Linked DNA regions of Zea mays: region 2 is linked to region 1. Evidence: chromatin contacts called from public Hi-C data. All regions are on one chromosome and are shown on one strand. Each heading gives the region's core, a stretch centred on a gene start, on an enhancer-like site or on the middle of the called end of the contact. The rest is flanking DNA. Distances are from core to core; before and after follow the strand shown.

Region 1 (3,786 bases), core at 353-2,852:
TATTAAAATTCAAGAAAATTTATATAATATAGTGAAGCTAATTGTGATAAGCTCGATGATGTTTTTGGCTAGATTCGCCCATGTGTTACTTGTTAGTTGTTGCATTGATAATTTTTATACTTCCACTTTTAGTTTAATGGCTGGGGATCGATGAAAGCATACGGTCTACGATCCTCTGTATATTTGAGTCGGCCGCAGCGGCTGCTCATACTGAGATCCGAGGCCGTGATTTTTCAACTCGGTATTTGGCTGCCTCTTTCTGGACGAGCAAACACATGTATCGCCCTTGTAAGTTGTAACATGCATGTATTGCCTGCTTGTCCGTTGCATTGGCTGTTGCCATATCAGACAGTGAGAACTGAGAACGGAGGTGCTAGCTGTTGGCTGTTGCTCGTTTCTTTGCCAGTTTCTTGTCAGCATAGTTTGTCACTGTCCAGGCTTGCCGAGGGAGGAGGGTATAGCGGGGATATGAATCGCGCTTTCAGCCGGAGCGTGCTACAGTACCAACAGGCTCAATCTCCAAGGCAAGGTAAGACCACTGGACATTACCCCTCTGCTACTCATACAAATAGTAACTTGAAAGCATGGCCTTGTATATGCTCGCGTATCATCAACCGCAACTGCAATGCACTTCATAGAGTACTAGTACTATTTATACGCGACCACACTGATCGCTGAACGTAGACAGCATATACATCTAGCTCATTTTCCCGCCACAAAAAAAAAAAAATCGAACAAGTAGCTCCGCCATGAGCGCTACGGCTGATGGCGGCAGCATCGGTACTGGTATGAGCCACCGGATCATCGTCGCCCTCTTCCTCTCCGCCGCCCTGTGCAGGTGCGATCCCGACCTCCTCCTGGACTACTGCGTCGCCGACACGTCGTCGTCCCAGCTCCACCTGAACGGCCTGGCCTGCATCGACCCGGCGTCGGCGCGGGCGGAGCACTTCGCCACGTCGGCGCTGTCGCGGGCGTCGGAGACGGAGACGGCGTACGGGTTCAGCGTGACGGTGACGAGCCCGGCGTCGTCCCTCCCCGGCGCCAACGCGCAGGGGCTGGCCATGGCGCGCACCGACCTGGCCCCGGGCGGGCTGGCGCCGCCGCACACCCACCCGCGCGCGTCGGAGGTGGCGCTGGTGCTGGCGGGCAGCGTCCTGGTGGGCTTCGCCGACACGTCGTACCGCCTGTACACGCAGCTGCTGCGCGCCGGGGAGGCCTTCGTGGTCCCGCGCGGGATGGTGCACTTCATGTACAACGTGGACGTCGCGGCGCCCGCCGTCGTGCTGTCGGGGCTCAACAGCCAGAGCCCCGGCGCGCAGCTCGTGCCCTTCTCGGCGTTCCGGACCGAGCCGCGCGTGCCGGACGAGGTGCTCAAGATGGCGTTCAGGATCAACGGCCAGGACGTGCAGAGGATCCAAAGAAACCTCGGCGGGTCCTCGTAGACAGCCACTTTTTTTTTGTTTTTTCTTAATAAACTTCGAGCGTGAGACTGCTAGAATTCTAGAAATGATAAGGTGGGAAAAAAATGCAACCCATAAAAGGGCCCGAATGAAAGAAAGGTTTGGGCCCATCAATAGCTCTCTGTCGCGTGACCAATAAGGCCCAGGTAGGTGAAGAGAAATACGAGCAGGTTGTAGTAGCGCAGCGGTGGTGCAGAACATGGCCGTGTATCGCTAGCATCTACTCGTTTCAACAAATACGTGCCAAGTGTGACACACGCATCATGTGCGTGTCATGCTGATGCGCACAAAATATCGTGGCGATCTTTGCGTCGACTTGTGAAGATTTTTTTCTGGAGGGTATTGTATTCTGGCGCAAGTTTCCGGCGTGCTGCACGTGGCGGGGGGTGCAGCAGGGAAGAAAGAACTAGCTAGAACACACGGGGCAAATTAATCGCAGTAGAAATCTAAAAGCAGCATCCTGCTTTAGCGAGAAAGAGATCGGTCTCTCTCTCTCTCTCTCTCTCTCTCTCTCTCTCGCGTTCCGTGCGGCCATTGCTCGCGCAGAACAACAGCGTACTCTTCTGCGCCTACGGTCTGCGCGCGTGACGCGAACCGGAGGTGGTTGGCGCCAATTCGTCCTCCTCCCTCCCTTCGTCGCCCAAGAGCTCCGGGACAGCTACAACAGCGACGCGTGATGTGAAGCCGGAGGCAAAGCGTCTCTGCTTTCTACCTTCTACGATCCTGTCTTTTGGGAAGCATCGTCGAGCTAAAAGGCGAAGGATGCTGGCGACACACGCACTCCGGTCGTCGCTCCCAGATGTTCTGCTCCTTCCATTTTTCTTCTTCTTGCGGCTGTCAGCAGTATTATGAACCAAGAATAGAGAACCGTCAAACAAGGCAATCTAACAAACGCTCACCCACAGGTGAAAGTGAAACCCCGCCGGACCGACGAGCGGCTTACGTGATCTTCTCAGAAGGCGCGTGAGGTCATGGTGAGCGCTGTGATTTCTCCCAATTTTCTTCGCGCGCGTGCTGAGCAGCTGGGTACCGGTCTCTGTTAAACCGGGCATGCAGAAAGGATACGATCCAGGACAGCGGCGACGAAAATCTGGCAGGATGCCAATCGGCACAGCATGACACAGCACAGCACAAGCTGGTGTTCCAAGTCCAAACGGCACGGTGTTCTGACCGATCTGCAGCAAGAAGGGAAACTATGGTTTGATCTCTGAAAGGCTCTATCCTCTACGAGGAACCAAGAGTTTTCGGATCAGAAAGCACGAGTTGCGTACAGGTGCTACTGTCCAAATTAAAAGCGAAGATTACACTCGATAGCAACATACAAGTGTCGGGCGGGCTTCGATCAACCAGAGTCAACCAATGCAATGGCAAGTGGCAACGTCGAGCTAAAACAATCCTGAATCCTTGTTAGACACGACGATCCTTCTTCCGTATAGACCAAATCACTCCAGCATGTCGTGGAAACGGATGTGCAAAATATTGTTTTATGTTGTATGTGACACTTTTTATAGAGTGAAGTTTAAAATATGGAGTGAGATGAGAAGTAGGATATGTATCTTGTTGAAGATAGACTAAGGTTATGTCATCTCACCTTCTATTCTAGATTTCACTTTGCCTAAGATTATCTCATCTCACCTTCTGTTTCAAATTTCACTCCGTAAATAGTGCAGCTTCAAACATGTGCACACACGAGCAGGAGGTGCGCGTGTGGTAACAGACGTACAGTACAAATGCATCCTACTACTAGTTTCCAAGGGCCCCGTCGTTTTCGGCCGTTCTAGGTAAGGACCCATTCGTCTTCTCGTCTCTCAAGTCATGTGTGAGGGTGAAACGGAAATGGCGTTTCAATTTCCTGGAGACGGCCGTTCAGATACGAAGGAGCTCCGTCCGTCTCTCAAAAAAAAAAAAAAAAAAAAACTATTCTGCGGACGGAGACGGACGCGATCCAGTTCAATTCGCCGATACGATCGATCCAAGTGTTCCATTCTGCACCTAATCCCTGACATGGACATGCCGTATACTACACCGATCCACAGGTCGTCGTCTGACAGAGATAGAATCCAAGTGTGCTTTTTTAAGTAGCTGCGGCTGCCTTTGAACCGAGAGACGGTAGACTTCACCCGCGCTGCGCTGTGCAGCAACAATTCCAAGGGCAGCGTGCAATGGCTTCGCTTGCTTGCTTCCTCCGCCGTTGACGGTAGCAGCCCGGCCGGTTAAAGGGCAGGGCCAGCGAGGCTAAGGCTACCTCAGCAATGCAAGTCAGCGTCGTTAACTTGGTTTTCGACTGTTTGTTGACAAATGTCTGCGGGAAACTCAAAGTGCTTCA
Region 2 (3,786 bases), core at 526-3,025, 140 kb after region 1:
ATAAAAACCTTATCAAAGTTTTCTCCTGCTCTTCAGATAGTTGAGACCCCAGCAGTACCTTCTGCTCTGCTATGTCTTCACATAGAAGCATGGGCTTCGGCTAATCAGCTGAAGCAGCCTTCTCTCTTCTGTACTTGTACTGTTCACAAGCTTCGGCTCCATCTATATTGTGGGTCGCTTTTGAGTCTGTCCAATTTCCTTCGGCCTTTCTGTCAGCTTCTTGACTTCCATGAATAGCAATGGGCCCTTGTTCCGAAGGTATCTTCATGCATAGATATGCTAGGTGAAGTATTGCTTCAAAAGCATTGAGTGTTCCTCGGCCAATTATTGCATTGTAGGGGTATTCCATGTCGACAATGTCAAATACAACCTGTTCGGTCCTTGTGTTGTGAACAAAGCCGAAGGTTACTGGCATTGTGATTTTACCGAGTGCCACAATATGTCTTCCTCCGAAGCCACATAGAGGATGTGTAGCATCGTGAATCTTGTCTTTTTGCTCTTGCATCTGTCTGAAGGACTTAGCAAATATGATATCAACTGCACTGCCTGTATCAACCAGGACATTATGAACCAGAAATCCCTTGATGACACAAGATATGACCATAGCATCATTGTGAGGATAATCTTTGAGCTGAAGGTATAACTTGGGGATGACAGGAAGCTTTGGCTCATGATGGGAGTCTTCTCCTATGATGACGATATACAAGACGAAGGTATAACTTGGGGATGATAAGAACGAACGCTAAAGCTATAGCTGAAGAGTGACAGATTCAACTTAAAGTGGTGATGAAGACCAAGCATGGTGCTAAACCGAAGAAGAAAAGACTAGCTAGTCCCTAATAATTTATGTTATAGTTGTGAATAAATGTTAAGAACATAAATATACTTTTACCCGGGATGCGTCCCGTGCCTATAAATAGGTGAACAGTACCCCATACTGTTCATGCTGAATTGTAATTGTTCTCGTATCAACACATTCGAACAAGTCGAATGTATCAATGTAATATAAATCCTGTTAATATTCATGTATGCATTATAAAATACATATGCGTATGAGCCAGCGGATTACGTTCATTATCTCTATGTATTTCCATTCTCATGCTGAAAGCGTGTCTTTCATAACCTTCGTCTGAAGATCGTTATATCCAGGAGAAAATAATGTTTCGGAGGACAAATGTCTGATTTTTAACAATTGTGTTGACTTGTTCTTGATTCACAGTGACCAACAATACTCTTTTCTTGTTTATGAAAATCATCATACGTTCTAAACCAATGGGTCACCCTGAAGATATTATATATCTTGTTTGTTTTCATTTTTTTTGTTAAGTGATTACATTATATAGGGGCTAGGGACTTGGGTAGATATAAGACTCCTAACAAACTCCTAATAAGGACCTAAGAAACTTTAATTAATTAGAACAAATTTATGATAAGAACTCCAATAAACTAACTAACTAATTGGCTGTCTGAGTGTGCGTGTTTTTTAGATGACGGCTGGTCGCTGGTAAACTAATATATTATTGCTCCTACATGTCTACAACAGTGTTTGATTAACTGTGTAAACGTAGCAGTTTCAGACTCGCGCAGGGCGCGAGCTAAGTTACTGGTCATAACAAGATGACGGTTTTCTCAGGTCAAACAGGAACAGGGAGCAGGCCAGCTTCCGTGCAATGCCACCAAGACTCCGTTCCCTTCCGTCCTGCCAGGACTTGCAAACATAAAAAAGAGCAGCGCACGAGGCCGAGGCATCCTCCTCCTCCTCTGCTTAAATCCTAGTCACTGCTGCAGTGCGGCTGCCGCCGCTGCTCCATCACGACGACGCCAACCACCTCAGCTCACTAGCTCCCGCGGACCCGCCTGAGCGCAGCCAAAACCGGGGATCCCAGGCGCAGCAGCTAGCATGGCCGCGCCATGCAGGGACCTCACGGGCCTTCGCCGGGGGCTTGCCGCGGCGAGGCTGGCGCCGGGGCGCCGGGGCGCGAACAAGCTCTGCCTCGCGCCGTTCCACCACCGCGCGCCGCCGCCGCAGCAGCAGCAGGGGAGGAGGAGGCAGCGGCAGGGGCTCAAGGTGGTGGCTGCCATCAGCGAGGACCTGCCGAGGCTCGCGGCGCCCGGGACCGGGAAGGGCGCGCCGGAGGGCAGGCGGCCGGAGAAGGTGCTGGTGCGGGCCGCGCTCACGGTGCGCCGCAAGCACAAGGAGGACCTCAAGGAGGCGCTGGCCGGCCACCTCGACGCGCTATGGGACATGGTTGGCCGGAGCGTCGCGCTCGAGCTCATTAGCACCAAGATCCACCCCAGTAAGCACGCCGGCCCTTGCTCCCTGTCCTCGTCCAATCCACTAGTCTCTCTCTCTCTCTCTCTCTCTCTCTCTCTCTCTCTCTCTCTCTCTCTGAGTTGACCTGCCTGCTCTTGACAAGTCTCCTCTGCCTCTATTTTTTGCTTCCTTTGGATAGTCGTTAGAGCTTTAACGTGCAAAGCTTTTGCCTTTTGGGGCATCTCCGCCTGTTCTTGACTGACCGCCCCGATCGGAAGGTGGCACCGGCAATCAGGAAGATGCTAACTAGATGCACATGATCAACAGATCTTTCTGCGGATCTTCAATAATGGAGACATGATAACAAAGGCTTGTCCCGGCGTTCGCGTGTGCGATTCTCTGCATTAGTATATTCGCTCTGCATTTTTCAACAAATTGTTTAATCCGAACAAACAAGGGACGAACTAAATAACTGGAGCCGTTCAACTTTTTAACCGTTGGCATCTTTCGCTTGACCATGTTTTCTTCAAGAAGAGAACAAATGGATCAGATTTTCTTCCTACCTCCCAGGCTCCCAGTCCCAGCCTTGAAAGCACTGCAAAGCAAAACAGTATAGCCTCCCTTTAGCAGTAGTAGCCCCGCCTGATCACTGCTCTGAATAATTCAAGCTCAAATGAGTCACTAAACTCATCACTATGCAATACTGACGAAACATGTTTTCCCCGCCTCTCCATTACCACCATGTGGTCGCCACCCAAAGCTGATACAATCGCTTTCCATGTCTCCAAATTTGACTTCTCTTCTCAAGATCGTCCTAACCTTCCCGTTCCCGGGTCGTGCCACGTGAATCATTGGCAGGGACCAAGAAGCCGTTGCACAGCGGTCAGGCATCGATCAAAGACTGGTGCCAGAAGAGGGGCGTCAAGGGAGAGCACGTCGTGTACACGGCTGAGTTCATGGTGGATTCAGACTTCGGCGAGCCTGGCGCCATCACCGTGGCCAACCGGCACCATCGGGAGTTCTTTCTGGAAAGCATCGTCGTCGAGGGTGGGCTGCCGTGTGGTCCGGTGCACTTCGCCTGCAACTCCTGGGTGCAGTCCACCAGGGAACTGCCGGGAAAGAGGGTGTTCTTCAGTAACAAGGTAATAAGCATTTTTGTGCTAAAGAAAAAGGTTGTACTAGCAAGCATTTTATTTCCTTACTAGTTCAAGAAAAACGTGCTGTCAACCTATGACTGGACCTGGACTTTCTGGTACTAGATTATCATCAATTGTCATTAGTATGTGCGTGCTATCAGTCCTGTGCCAAATGATCGCCATGTCCGTTGGCAAGTTGGTCATGCATCCTTTTCTTCGATGTTGATAGTGAAAGGAGGCCATTCACTATAAAACGCGGAGCCCAGTCTAAAGGCATGATTAATCGATATGTCCATGCGCTGTCCAAATGACCAGCTTTTGAGTAGGCCTCAGTAGAACATATCTGTAGTGCCTGAGCTTAGTGGGTCATCAATCCCTTGCACTGTATGTTCATAT

Evidence for each region. A called contact is a pair of places that touch in the nucleus more often than the background predicts.
Region 2: a Hi-C map of leaf shows a contact between it and region 1, with 4 times the contacts expected there. The contact joins the promoter of lox9 here to the enhancer-like site in region 1. A contact is called at or near these places in 2 of 25 Hi-C or Micro-C datasets (ear and leaf).

Annotation. Positions count from the first base shown.
Region 1 is chr1:16,704,494-16,708,279 of Zm-B73-REFERENCE-NAM-5.0, forward strand. No RefSeq gene overlaps it. Among protein-coding and RNA genes, the nearest start is that of LOC103631789, 32 kb to the right of the region's middle. Within about 2 kb of position 1,603, at least 19 of the 20 cell types and tissues checked have an H3K27ac peak or open chromatin away from gene starts, as enhancers often do. A contact at or near this core is called in ear and leaf, where this site is marked.
Region 2 is chr1:16,841,897-16,845,682 of Zm-B73-REFERENCE-NAM-5.0, forward strand. lox9 (linoleate 13S-lipoxygenase9) reads left to right here and starts at 1,776. Exons shown (of 9, transcript NM_001112507.1): 1 at 1,776-2,297; 2 at 3,113-3,396. The coding sequence starts at 1,901.